Linked DNA regions of Sus scrofa: region 2 is linked to region 1. The links are chromatin contacts, called in public Hi-C maps. All regions are on one chromosome and are shown on one strand. The core of a region is the stretch at or near the end of the contact, and the rest is flanking DNA. Distances in the headings are between cores, read along the strand shown.

Region 1 (5,514 bases), core at 1,439-3,938:
GAGCAATTCCTACCACCAGTTTGGTATGCGTCCTCTGCCCCGGGGGCTTCGACCTGTCCCCTGTTGTTTCCAGCTTCCCTTTTTGCTCCAGGTAGTTAATGTCATTTTCCCAGCACACCCGGGACCAATGAGCTAAGTCTTAGAAAATGCACGCAAGGCAACCCAGGCAAAGCATTAGCCACAAGATTTAAGAAGAGTCCTACAAAACACGGCAATAAAACCTGGAAATAACTATCCATTTCCTTACAACAAAATGTCTCATTTCCGAGTCCATAAACGCTCCCCCTCCAGATCCCCAGACCCATCTGTTTTGTAAGCATGTATAATTATTAGCTCCATAAAGTCACTTTCTATACCTAATGTAATTATCGGAGCCAGAATGGTATCAGGTAAGGGAGGGGGAGGCAGGGGAGGCTTGCTCACTGAAAACTCAGACTATTTCTTTGAAGAGAGAGCAGTGTCACACGGGAAGATAACGATTCTTTATGATGATATTATACTTCCTGTGGAGGCTTTGGGGACAGCTTTGCAAATAAGACTGAGCCGGCTCATCTCAGAGTAAAGAGTGGTTTCCGGTCTGGGGATTGAGGTCCTACTGGGACCTAGGAATGAGAATCGCCTTGTGTCCTCTGCCACCATCCTTGGATTCTCTAGAGGGCCCCAGGACATGACCTCCCATCCAGGGGTGTCCCCTAAGCCAGCTCTTTTTTTTCCTTTCTTTTGTACTCCCCATGGAGGAAAAAATGGTTACAGAGCTGCCCTGAGATAGGGGCCGCTGGTGGTACAGAGTGCATTCGAAACTCTTTGTGTCCCGTCGCCGCGGTTTGAAGGTGTCACTTGTGAAGTGAATGAGTGAGTGAGTAAATGTTTGCAGTGATGGAGGAACAGATAACGTGCAGATAAGAACTGAACCTATTTATGTAGGAGAAGGAAAACAAAGTCCATCCCCTCACAGTTTTTTTCTTTGTCTTTTTAGGGCCATACCTGTGGCATATGGAGGTTTCTAGGCTGGGGTGGAATCAGAGCTGCAGCTGCCAGCCTACACCACAGTTACAGCAACACCAGATCTGAGCCTCGTCTGTGACCTATACCTCAGCTCAGGGCAGTGCGGGATTGTTAACTCACTGAGGGAGGCCAGAGACTGAACTTGAATCCTCATAGACCCTAGTCGGGCTCATGACCAGTGAGCCACAACAGGAACTCCCCCCCCCCCTTTACTCTTTTGGGCCGCATTTGTGGCATATGGAAGTTCCCAGGCTGGGGTTGAATTGGAGCTGCAGCTGCTGGCCTACACCACATCCACAGCAACGCCAGATCCAAGCTGCATCGGTGACCTACACCACAGCTCACTGCAACACTGGATCCTTCACCCACTGAGTGAAGCCAAGGATCCAGTCCGTATCCTCATGGACATCATGTTGGGTTCTTAACCCACTGAGCCACGATAGGAACTCCGTTCCTTCCCTTTGTATGTCTCATTTCTGATGAGGTACGGGACCAAATAAGGATAAATGAGGCAGCTGATTTTGACTTACCTTGTAATACGCACAATAGCATTCGGACCATGAGAGCTGTCCCAGTGGAAGGGCCCTCTTTATCTAGGTGGTGAGTTCTCCATCACTGGAGATTTTCAAACAGAGCCTGGGAATCTTTCCCTGTGAGTCTTGTCTAGGAGGTTGATGATGTATTAGCTACAAAAGAGGGGTGGGGACAAAGAATATTTATTGAGCATTTACTATGTGCCCAACTCTTTATTTATATCATCTCATTTAATCCACTCACCAAACCCATGAGATGGAGGCTCTTAGCTTTATTTTAAAAACACAGAAAACAGAGTTGCCATTGTGGCTCAGCTGTAACAAACCCACCTAGGATCCATGAGGACACGAGTGCAATCCCTGGCCTCACTCAGTGGGTTAAGGATCCAGCATTGCCGTGAGCTGTGGTGTAGGTCACAGATGTGGTTAGGATCTTGCATTGCTGTGGCTGTGGCATAGGCTGGGAACTGTGGCTCCAATTTGACCCCTAGCCGGGGAACTTCCACATGCCACGGGTGTGGCCCTAAAAAGCAATAAATAAATAAATAAATACATTTTTAAAAATACAGAAAGCAAGTTCTGAGATTCCTGGAACTAGTCCATGCCACCCAGCTAGTAAGAGGTGAAGCTCGGATCCAAACCAGCTCCGTCTGCCCCAAGATCATCTGCTGTCTGCAGCGACTTGGAAATACCATGCTAAGGAACTGAACTTGACATGCCTGACTTGGGAAAACACGAGCCACTGCTGGCTGAGATGCTGGTCTCTCCACTGATCTATCATTGAGAATTCAAAGCTGTCTTAAGAGGCCTCTGATGGGAAGTGCCTTTTTCAAGGCAATTCTCTTTGGGTTCGAATTTGTTTGTCAAGCTGCCCTCACACCTTCTCATCAGCAGATTTGCTTGTCTGCCAGGAGCCCAAATCAGCGTGATGGTTTAGGACTTTCCTTCTGTGATCCGGGAATCCATACACTCTGTGGCCCTTCGTTCTCCTCTCCACCCAGGGGAACAGGCTCTGGTCTTCTGCTCTCCCACTGACCACATTCAGGGCGGCCTGGAGGAGCTTCTCCCCTGGGCAGGGGCAGATGGCTGGGGCTACAGACTGCCGCATTGTTGCCAACTTCTAACGATGGGCGAATCCCCAAGGGGCCGGTGGTGCAGTCTGGACAAGCCTGAAAAGTTGGGCTGACATGCCTTCTGCCGCCTCTCTGCAGCCATTGGAGGCAGTCCCGTGAGTGATTCACTTCTGTCTCTGTCCCTTGTTCTCATGCCAGCCTTCTCTGGATGCCCACCAGATTCTCTCCAAGCCCCGTCTCTCATCTCTTTTTGCAACTGTGTGGCGGGGACTCCTCGCCCGTGTGCTGGGGGCGTGGGTGATGGAAAGGGCCGGAGACAACGGGTGAGTCGGTGCCAGGCCACCACCTTTGCTCTCTGAAGTCAACCCCCTTCCTTCGCCTCTGCTTGCCTTGGCCTCCCGGTTCCTCCTAATCCAGCTTAACATCAGGCCAGCGTAGCCCCAGCGAGAGAGGAGCACCAGCCAGGCCTCCGGGAGGGCATCTGCTTCTGCTGATAAGTGCCTTTCTCCTACCCTTTGGTGGGCCGGAGATGCCCTCACCCATGAGCTATGGGATTAACGCGGGGAACTGGGCTCTGGCAACCAGCCTTCTCCCTGGCACCGCGCCTGCGCCGTCTCCACTCTCCAAGTGTTAGTTGCCTGATGAAAAAGATGATTCCTTCTCGCAAAGCAAAATAGGGTCTTGTGTGGCGTCCACTCCCTAAATACAGTGGGAGATTGGAGCTCCGGGGCCCAGAACACAGTCAATAGGGAAGAAGCCCCTGGGGCCCCGTGTGGTTCCTTCTCCAGGTTGAGGGGAGGCTCGGAGCAGAGGGCTGCGTGGCAGGCAAGCCTGGCCCTGCCATCCTCATGTCTGGGGACACCTATCTAGCCCAGTATGTTAGAGTGCTGGGGCTGTGGTGACAAAGTGTCGCAGACAGGGTGGCTTAAACAAGGGCAACACGCTGTTCCGTGGTTCTGGAGGCTGGAAATCTGGGCCTCAGGCGTTGGCTCCTCTGAGGGCTGTGAGGGAAGACCTGCTCCGGGCCTCTCCTCACTGCTTGGCGTGCAGATGGCCGTCTCCTCCTTGTCTCTCTCGCTCTCTTTTTTTTTGCTTTTTAGGGCCACACCCACGGCATATGGAGGTTCCCAGACTAGGGATGGAATCGGAGCCGGCCTACGCCAGAGCCACAGCCACGCCAGATCCGAGCCGCATCTGCAACCGACACCACGGCAACGCTGGATCCTTAACCCACTGAGCGAGGCCAGGGATTGAACCTGCATCCTGACGGATACTAGTTGGCTTCTTAACCCACTGAGCCACAGTGGAAAATCCTCCTGTGTGCTTTATATCCTCTTCGCCCTGAGTGTCTCTATGTCCAAATTTCCCTTTTTATAAGGACACTAGTTGTATAGGTCAGCTCAGGCTGCCATAACAAAATATCACAGACTCTATGATTCCAACAGCAGAAATTTATTCTCTCACAGTTCGGGAGGCTGGATGTTTCCAAGACCTAGATCTGCTGGGTTTGGTTTCTGCTGTGAGCCCTCCTGGGTGGCAGATGGCCTCCTGGCTGCTTTCTCACGTGCTGGGGGGGTGGGGTGGGGAGAGCCCTGGTGTCTCCCCCTTGTCTTATAAGGACACTGACCCTCACAGATCAGGGCCCCATCTTTATGTGCTCACTTCATCCGAGTTACCTCCTCACAGGCCTGATCTCCAGATACGCTCCCACTGGAGGTTGGAGCTCAGATATATGAATTTTGAGGGGACACGAGTCTATCCCCAGGCATATTAGATTAGGGCCCACTCTCATAACCTGACTTGAATTCGATCACCTCTATAAAGACTCTACTGCCAAATAAGGACATGTTCTGACTGCTGAGGGGAGGGGGGCCAGGACTTCAATATATGGATTCGGAGGGATGTAGTCAACCTGTAACACTCAGACTCCACACAGCTCACGCTGCCACTCTGAAATCCATTCCGGAAAAGACTAATGGCTCCTCCTCAAGAAGGTTCCCCTTAAAAAAAAAAAAAGGAGTTCCCATTGTGGCTCAATGGTTAACAAACGTGACTAGCATCCATGAGGATGCTGGTTCTTCGATCCCTGGCCTCGCTCAGTGGGTTAGGATCCGATGTTCCTGTGAGCTGTGGTGTAGGTCACAGATTCTTCTCAGATCCCCTGTTACTGTGGCTGTGGTGTAGGCCAGTGGCTACAGCTTTGATTGTACCCCTAGCCTGGGAACCTCCATATGCTGCAGGTGCAGCACTAAAAAGACGAGAAAGAAAGAAAGAAAGTTCCCCTTCCTTTGCAGAGTCTGCCCAGTTGTCTGGGGCAGGAGTGAGTGTAACCCCCTCATCAGCTCCCTTTGCTGAGGCTGGATACCCAAGGCACCCCAGGCTCCAGGTCACCAGCTCTGCTCACAGCTGCTGGTTCCATGTGTCAGCTTCCCGGCTGCCACTCTGGCTGCCTCCTCTTCTGGTCAGCAGGCAGGGAGGAACCATGGCATCCAGGTGACCACGTCAGGTCTCCTTGGTGACCTCTGGACAGAGCCAGCCAGAGTGCAAGTGGGAGCACATTTGAAGAGGATTTGGGGGTTGGGTATGTGGGGAGGTCCGAGAAGTGGAGAAGACAGAGAAGAGAGACAAGAGAGACGAGTGGGAATGAAATTCTCCTGCATTCCCAACTCACTGTCACGGGACGCAGAGAAAACTTTTTCCCCACACTTTCTCCTCATAATAGGATTATCCCTAACACATGCCAAGTGAGAGCGATGCTGTTTTCTTTCAAATCTGTATTTAAAGTATGCAAAGATCAGAATTTTCTTTTCCAGATGAAGTAGCCCTTATGTCTTTATCAGCCTCCCATGTCTTCCTTTTGGGGGTGGAGAGGGCAGAGCTTGGCTATTCTCAGGCGGCCCCTA
Region 2 (5,843 bases), core at 324-2,823, 92 kb before region 1:
CGCCCCCTACAGTAGGGAGGGCTGAGTTGCTATCGTTTGGATGGGTGTATGTGGCTGCGTGGAGGGGTGGGCGGGGGAGACAGAGATGGGCCTTATCTCTTTTGAGACATCCCAAGGCCAGGGTTCTGGAGAGAAAGGTTACTCCTCATCCTACCACCTAGACTAGTCCTGCTCTGGGCAGTGCAGCCTGAGTGATCTCCACCTCTGCCCGCTCCTCTGACCAGCCCGGGTGGCCGCTGGCACAAGGGCTCTCCCTGAGGGGCCCCGGGAGCTAAGGGCCAGGTCACACGGAGCCCAGACCCTCTCTTCCCGTGGAGGGAACAGGAAAGGATTCAAGCCCAGGTCAGTTGAGCACCCAGAAGAGAAGACGAGAGTGAGGGGCAAAGGAGCGGATGGCTCTGCAGTAGGAGAGAGGCCACCACATACAGGCCACCACACTTCACGTACTGGCACCACGTACCAGCCTAGGCTTCCTGGGGAGAGGGAGTGAGTCCCCACCCAGGGACGAGGTGGAAGGGCCCAGCCTCACCAGACACCGCCTTGTCTCGGGAAGGACAGGTTCTCCCCAGGGCCCGGCATCCTCCTGGGGTTCCTGAGTGGCGTCCAGAATGACCTGTCACCGACGGCCCCAGCCCCACTAAGCTGGTGATTCACACCTTCATCCTATGCAGCTCCCTGCCTGCCATTCACAAGGCCGAGAAATAAGCCCCGGGCCTCTTTCACCTTCTGGGCTTCCCCCTTGCTTGGGCTGCTTCTGGACCCCGCCCCAGTCCTCCCTTTCTCTCCTGGGCTCTGCTTCTGTTTCAGAAACAGTGGGGATTTATGTGGTGCACACCCTCTGTTCCCGCATCCCAACAGCATCAGATTTTAAGAGCTTATCTGACACCCCCATCCTCACCCCTGGGCCCTTCCTCTGTGGGTGCCGTGGATCCTCAGGGCAGGAGGAATCCCTGGGCTTGGGAGGGGAGTCACAGCCTGGCACAGATGCTCAGGAGTCCCTTGGTCTCTCGCCATTACAGTTCACAGGGACAGGTCTGAGCCAGGGCCCCAGAACAGGGGGAGGGAGGAAAACAGGCAGGGGGGAGGGGCTGGGAGGCTGGACCATGACAGAGAGAAGAGATATTGGGGGGTGGGTGCAGGGACTGCAGGGAGAGGCGGAAAATGGGGAAGCAGTGGAGGGAGAAAGACAGAGAGAGAAAACAGAAGAGAGAGAAGGGCAGGGGGACAGAACAGAATAACCACACCCACCCTTAAAACGGGGAAACGATGGAAATGCGTTAAACTGCACACTGAGTAAGGGGGGAAATGAAAGGAGGGAAAGAGAAAACGCCCCAAAGACAGAAAAGGATAAATACACAGACACACCCAAACGGGTGTGAATAGTTGTGCGCTCCTGGGAGCACGTGGGCAGGTGCGCACATGTGCGCATGCGCGCGCTGCTTCTGTTCACTGTCCTGGCGCATCTCTGGGCCTCCCGTTGTGTCTCCAGCCACTGACCTGCCCGCGGCTCCTGAGACAGGTGTGGCCTCCAGGTAACGCTTCTCCGGTGACCTGCGCCCCTCCCCACCCAGGACTCCTCTACTGAGACTGGGATGCACCGAGGGGGCCAAAATCATTATGCCTCACACTTGTCACCCAAAATTGGATCCAAACGCCTCTCTTCTTCTCTCCCTCCTAGTTTCCTTAGTAACTGACAGTTCCCCAGTGAATTCCAGACCCCGGGTGACAGACCGCTGTCACTGTCACAGAAGCTCTCTCTCTCTCTCTCCTAACTGCCCCTCCCCCCCCATGGATTCACAGACTTGGGCGGGGGTGTGAGGATGCCTGGGTAAGCTCAGGGGTAATTAAAACATGTACCGTTTATTCCATAACAGGGAGCAGAACTTTAATTACTCACTCTGAGGGTGAGGGCGTGAGTGAGAGGTAGCTGCTGGGGAGTGGGGGAGGGGGACCGGGCACGTGTCTGCTCTTCTTTCCTTTCCACTTGCCCAACTTGGATTGGAGAGGTGGGAGGTGGGTCTGGGGAGGCAAGGGGGTGCTAAGTGAGTGGGGGGGAGAAGCAGAGGGTGAAACCTGATTGTGTTCATTAAGGCAACACAAAACTGGGAGCCGTAATAATAATTAAATTAATTATAAAAGCAATTTGCTTTTGAAAATTTGATTTGACAGCTTACTAGTGGCGGCCCTGATCTAGCAGCTCCAGCTTAAAAATAGTCAGGACAAAAAAACCAACTAGAAGAACCATCAGCTAATTTTAATTAGATGCCAGGATTGGTAAACAAAATTCTGCACCACCCTTTCATTGTGGCTGACTTCGATTTAAGGAGATGTCGGGATTGATTTTGGGCAAGATCGGGGAAGGGAAGGTGCCTTTAGGAGAGGGGATGAAGGCCCTGGGGGCGGGTCCCTCCATCTCGGTCCTTCTGGGGATATCTGCTCATGGGGATGCTGGGCGCTTTTCCCCAACTCAGACAGTGACCTACTGTGTGACCTTGGCTGATGGCAGAAGTGGCTCTGCTGTGTGGCTCTTTGTGTGTGTGTGTGTGTGTTTGTGTGTGTGTGTGCGCGCGCACTACAGGGGGGACAGCACACTGACAGCATCCACTGAACAGGGAGAGACAGCTAGAACGTTGACCACACCCTTGCTCCTCCTGCCTGGGTTCCCCAGTGCCTAAGGCTCTTAGGAAGCTGAAGCTCTTAGGAATCTGGAGGCAGCGATTCTGGCTGGAGGCTCTGTCTCCTGCGGACCTAAGTCTCAAGGCACCACTTGGACCCCCTCCATCCCAAGGCCGGTGCTGGCCTCTTTAGCCCCCTCTCTCCCCCGAAGTGCTTATGTCTCCCCTTTCAAAAGAGCGTGTTCCTGTCTCGCCTCAGTCAAAGCACCCACCTCATGTGCTGTCACTGCCGGGCCGCTGCCCCTGTCCCCTGCAACTGGGAGGCCCTCCCCACTCCCGGCTCCCCGCTTCCTCCAGCAAGGACTTGATTCACGCCCAGGGCCCCTGCCTGCACGGAGCCCAGCATTAACCTTTGTGACCGGAGTAGAAACCTTTCTGACTGCTTCTAGCTGACGTTTGATTAGCCACCTTCCTCTCCCTCCCCACAAACCTAAAAGCCCCACCCCTGCCCATCCCTCTTTTTTCTTTGCAGCCCCATGTCCTCTGATGCCCTGCTGGCAGCACTCCGTAGAATGTCACCAGGCATTCCCTGGCCTGCCTTATTCCCTTTGTTCCCTGCCGTGCCAGCACCTGCTGACACCCCACAGCCTGGCCCCCATTGGGGTGCAGGTCATCTTTACATGGTCACTGTCAGGAGGCCGTCACCTGCCTTCATTCATCAAGTTTCTGCTGAGGCCACTGATTCAGGCCCCTGGCAGGGGAGGTGTGGCTGGGGGAGCTAAGACCTGGGGCCCCCCTCTCATAGCTTAGAGTTCAGAGCTTGGTAATTATGTAACCCCCCCAACACACACACACACACACACACACACACACACACACACACACACACACACACGCCTTCCCTGCTGCTCAGATCTCGTTTTTCTCATCACCCAACAGGCATTTCCACTGGAAGATCCCTCTGTTATTTCGAAACCAGTGTTTGAAACTAGATCCTCCACCCTCTCCTGCTCCACCACACACACATTATCCACATCACACACGCATACACATTATACACCACACACACACACCACACACACAGACTTTCCTTCCCACAGCTCTTGGTCTGTGAGGTTCCCCACACCTCTCTCGTCACCCAGCTTGGTACCATCTTCTGCTGCTCCCTCTTCTGGTCCTCCAGGTTGTAATGAATCAGCAAGTCCTCGGGCTGTTTCCCTCTACACGTCCCTCCCTCTGTTCCCTGGGGAACTCCACTGCCCCTCTCCCCTCTGCTCAGGGGCCAGCCTCCTCTTCTTCAGGCTGAGCAATGTCCTTGACCCCCAGACCCTCTCCTCGGCACCGGCCAGCATCACAGGCCCCTTGCTGGAGCTCATCGGGTGTCTCGTCTGCTGTCCTGCTGTGATCTCACATGTGAGTGGCCAGGCCCCTCTCCCTCTGCCCATGCACTGAGCCTGATACGGGGCCATGTATGGGAAGCTGTGGATGAAAGAGGCAGGCTGGATACATTCCGCACCCCGAGAAGAGAAGCCCAGAGCCTGGAAGCTCAGGACAAGCAGTTCCGAGGAATCGAAGGCACAGAATAAGAAGAGCCAAGGACGTGGATGATGCTGAGAAGCTGGAGTCCTTGGGAAGGGGGCTTCTGGCTGGAGATGAGGCAGGGACCTTAGGAGATGTGCGTAAATTGGGGGTAGAAAGCAGGAAGGAAATGAATGAGATGGAATGGAGCCATTTTCTCTGGAGCAAAAATTGGGATTTGTAGTCTGACAAGAATCTTTGACATTGGGAAGGTGCCAGAAAGTTAGGGCTGTGCTGGTCCAAGGGAAGGGAGAGGGGGGCCAGGTGCTATTCCAAGAGGCTGATTGGGAGAGGTGGGTCCTGCAGCCTCCACCCCAGGGCCTGGTTACAGGCTGAATATGGGGTGAGAGAGAGAGAGTGTGTGTGTGTGTGCATGCGTGCGCACAAGCATATGTCTGTGTGAGTGTGTGAATGCATGTCTGTGCATTTTTGTGAATGTGTGTGTGAGTATGTGAATGTGGGGTGAGTGTGTGTGTGTGTGTGTGTGTGTGTGTGTGTGTGGTGGGTGAAAACTGACAGTCCTGGTCCCACTGATAACAGGCTGTGTGACCTCAGACAATTACTTAATCTCTCTAAGTTGCATCGTTTATAAAATGAAGATAATTAGAATAGGATCTTGAAATTTTTTCTTTTTCTTTTTGGCTGCATCCATGGCATACAGAAATTCCCAGGCCAGGGGACAAACGTGCTCCATAGCAGCAACCCGAGCCCCTGCAGTGACCATGCCAGATCCTCAACCCACTAAACCACCAGGGAACTCCTTGAAGATTGTTATGAGGATCAAAAGAAAGAACATGTGTAAAGCCCCTACTGAGTTCCTAGAGCATAGTCTGTGTTTAAGGATGTTAAGTTATGACTGTTTATTCAACCCCATCTCTTCTTGACTCCTAATGCTTCTACCGCTACAGTTCCCTTCTTCCTAAACAGCAGAGCTGAGCATGGCAGAACTAGAGGGACCTTAGAGATAACCTAGTCCGACATCCTTGCTTCGTGGATGGGGCCACAACATCCAGAATATGTAGGAGACCTGCCCAGGGCATCTTGAGAGTTGGTTCCCATCTGAGGCTGGATCCAGGCCTCCAGACTCTCATTCTAGGACTTTCTCTGCACGGGATGCATCAGAGCTGTCAGTTTAGGCTAACATAGGTATGAGATAGAGGCTGCAGTGGGGACCCCAAATTCCTGCCCTTCCCCCATGGGGTGCCTGCTTGTGGGCAGCACCTGCGACATCCCCCCCCCTTCCAAGCAGCCTCTGCCTGGGGGACAAGCTTAGTCACAGGGCACCGTGAGGCACTTATCATCTTCTGGCTGGAAATCCTTCATGCGTCTTGCAGTGCATGACAGGGGCAAGAGGAAGAGTATAAAGTCCCCTCTCCTTGAAATCCCTTCATAGGCTCCGATCTGACTGGCAAGAAAACCCATCTACCAGACCCTGCCCAGGGTCTGCCAGGAGAGAGAGGCAAGAGCTGGCTCACCTTGAGATGGGTGAGCTGAGGATCCACTAGCTGGGTCCAGGTGGAGGGCTAGCTCTGCCCTGCTGTGTGGCCTTGGACAAATCACTTCACCTCTCTGATCCCACCTCCCTCACATATAAAGATAGAGGATGAGAAAATCTCTAGCAGGCTGTAATTCCAAGCCATTGGGAAAGCC

The links. A called contact is a pair of places that touch in the nucleus more often than the background predicts.
Region 2: a Hi-C map of undifferentiated spermatogonia shows a contact between it and region 1, with 1.6 times the contacts expected there. The contact joins two enhancer-like sites. A contact is called at or near these places in 4 of 47 Hi-C or Micro-C datasets (brain, epiblast stem cells, fetal heart ventricle and 1 more).

What each region holds. Positions count from the first base shown.
Region 1 is chr9:43,597,790-43,603,303 of Sscrofa11.1, reverse strand. No RefSeq gene overlaps it. Among named protein-coding and RNA genes, the nearest start is that of BUD13, 560 kb to the left of the region's middle. Within about 2 kb of position 2,688, at least 3 of the 83 cell types and tissues checked have an H3K27ac peak or open chromatin away from gene starts, as enhancers often do. A contact at or near this core is called in undifferentiated spermatogonia, where this site is marked.
Region 2 is chr9:43,688,586-43,694,428 of Sscrofa11.1, reverse strand. All of the region lies in intron 4 of LOC102159414 (a long non-coding RNA gene), which reads left to right. Among named protein-coding and RNA genes, the nearest start is that of BUD13, 470 kb to the left of the region's middle. Within about 2 kb of position 1,573, at least 2 of the 83 cell types and tissues checked have an H3K27ac peak or open chromatin away from gene starts, as enhancers often do. A contact at or near this core is called in undifferentiated spermatogonia, where this site is marked.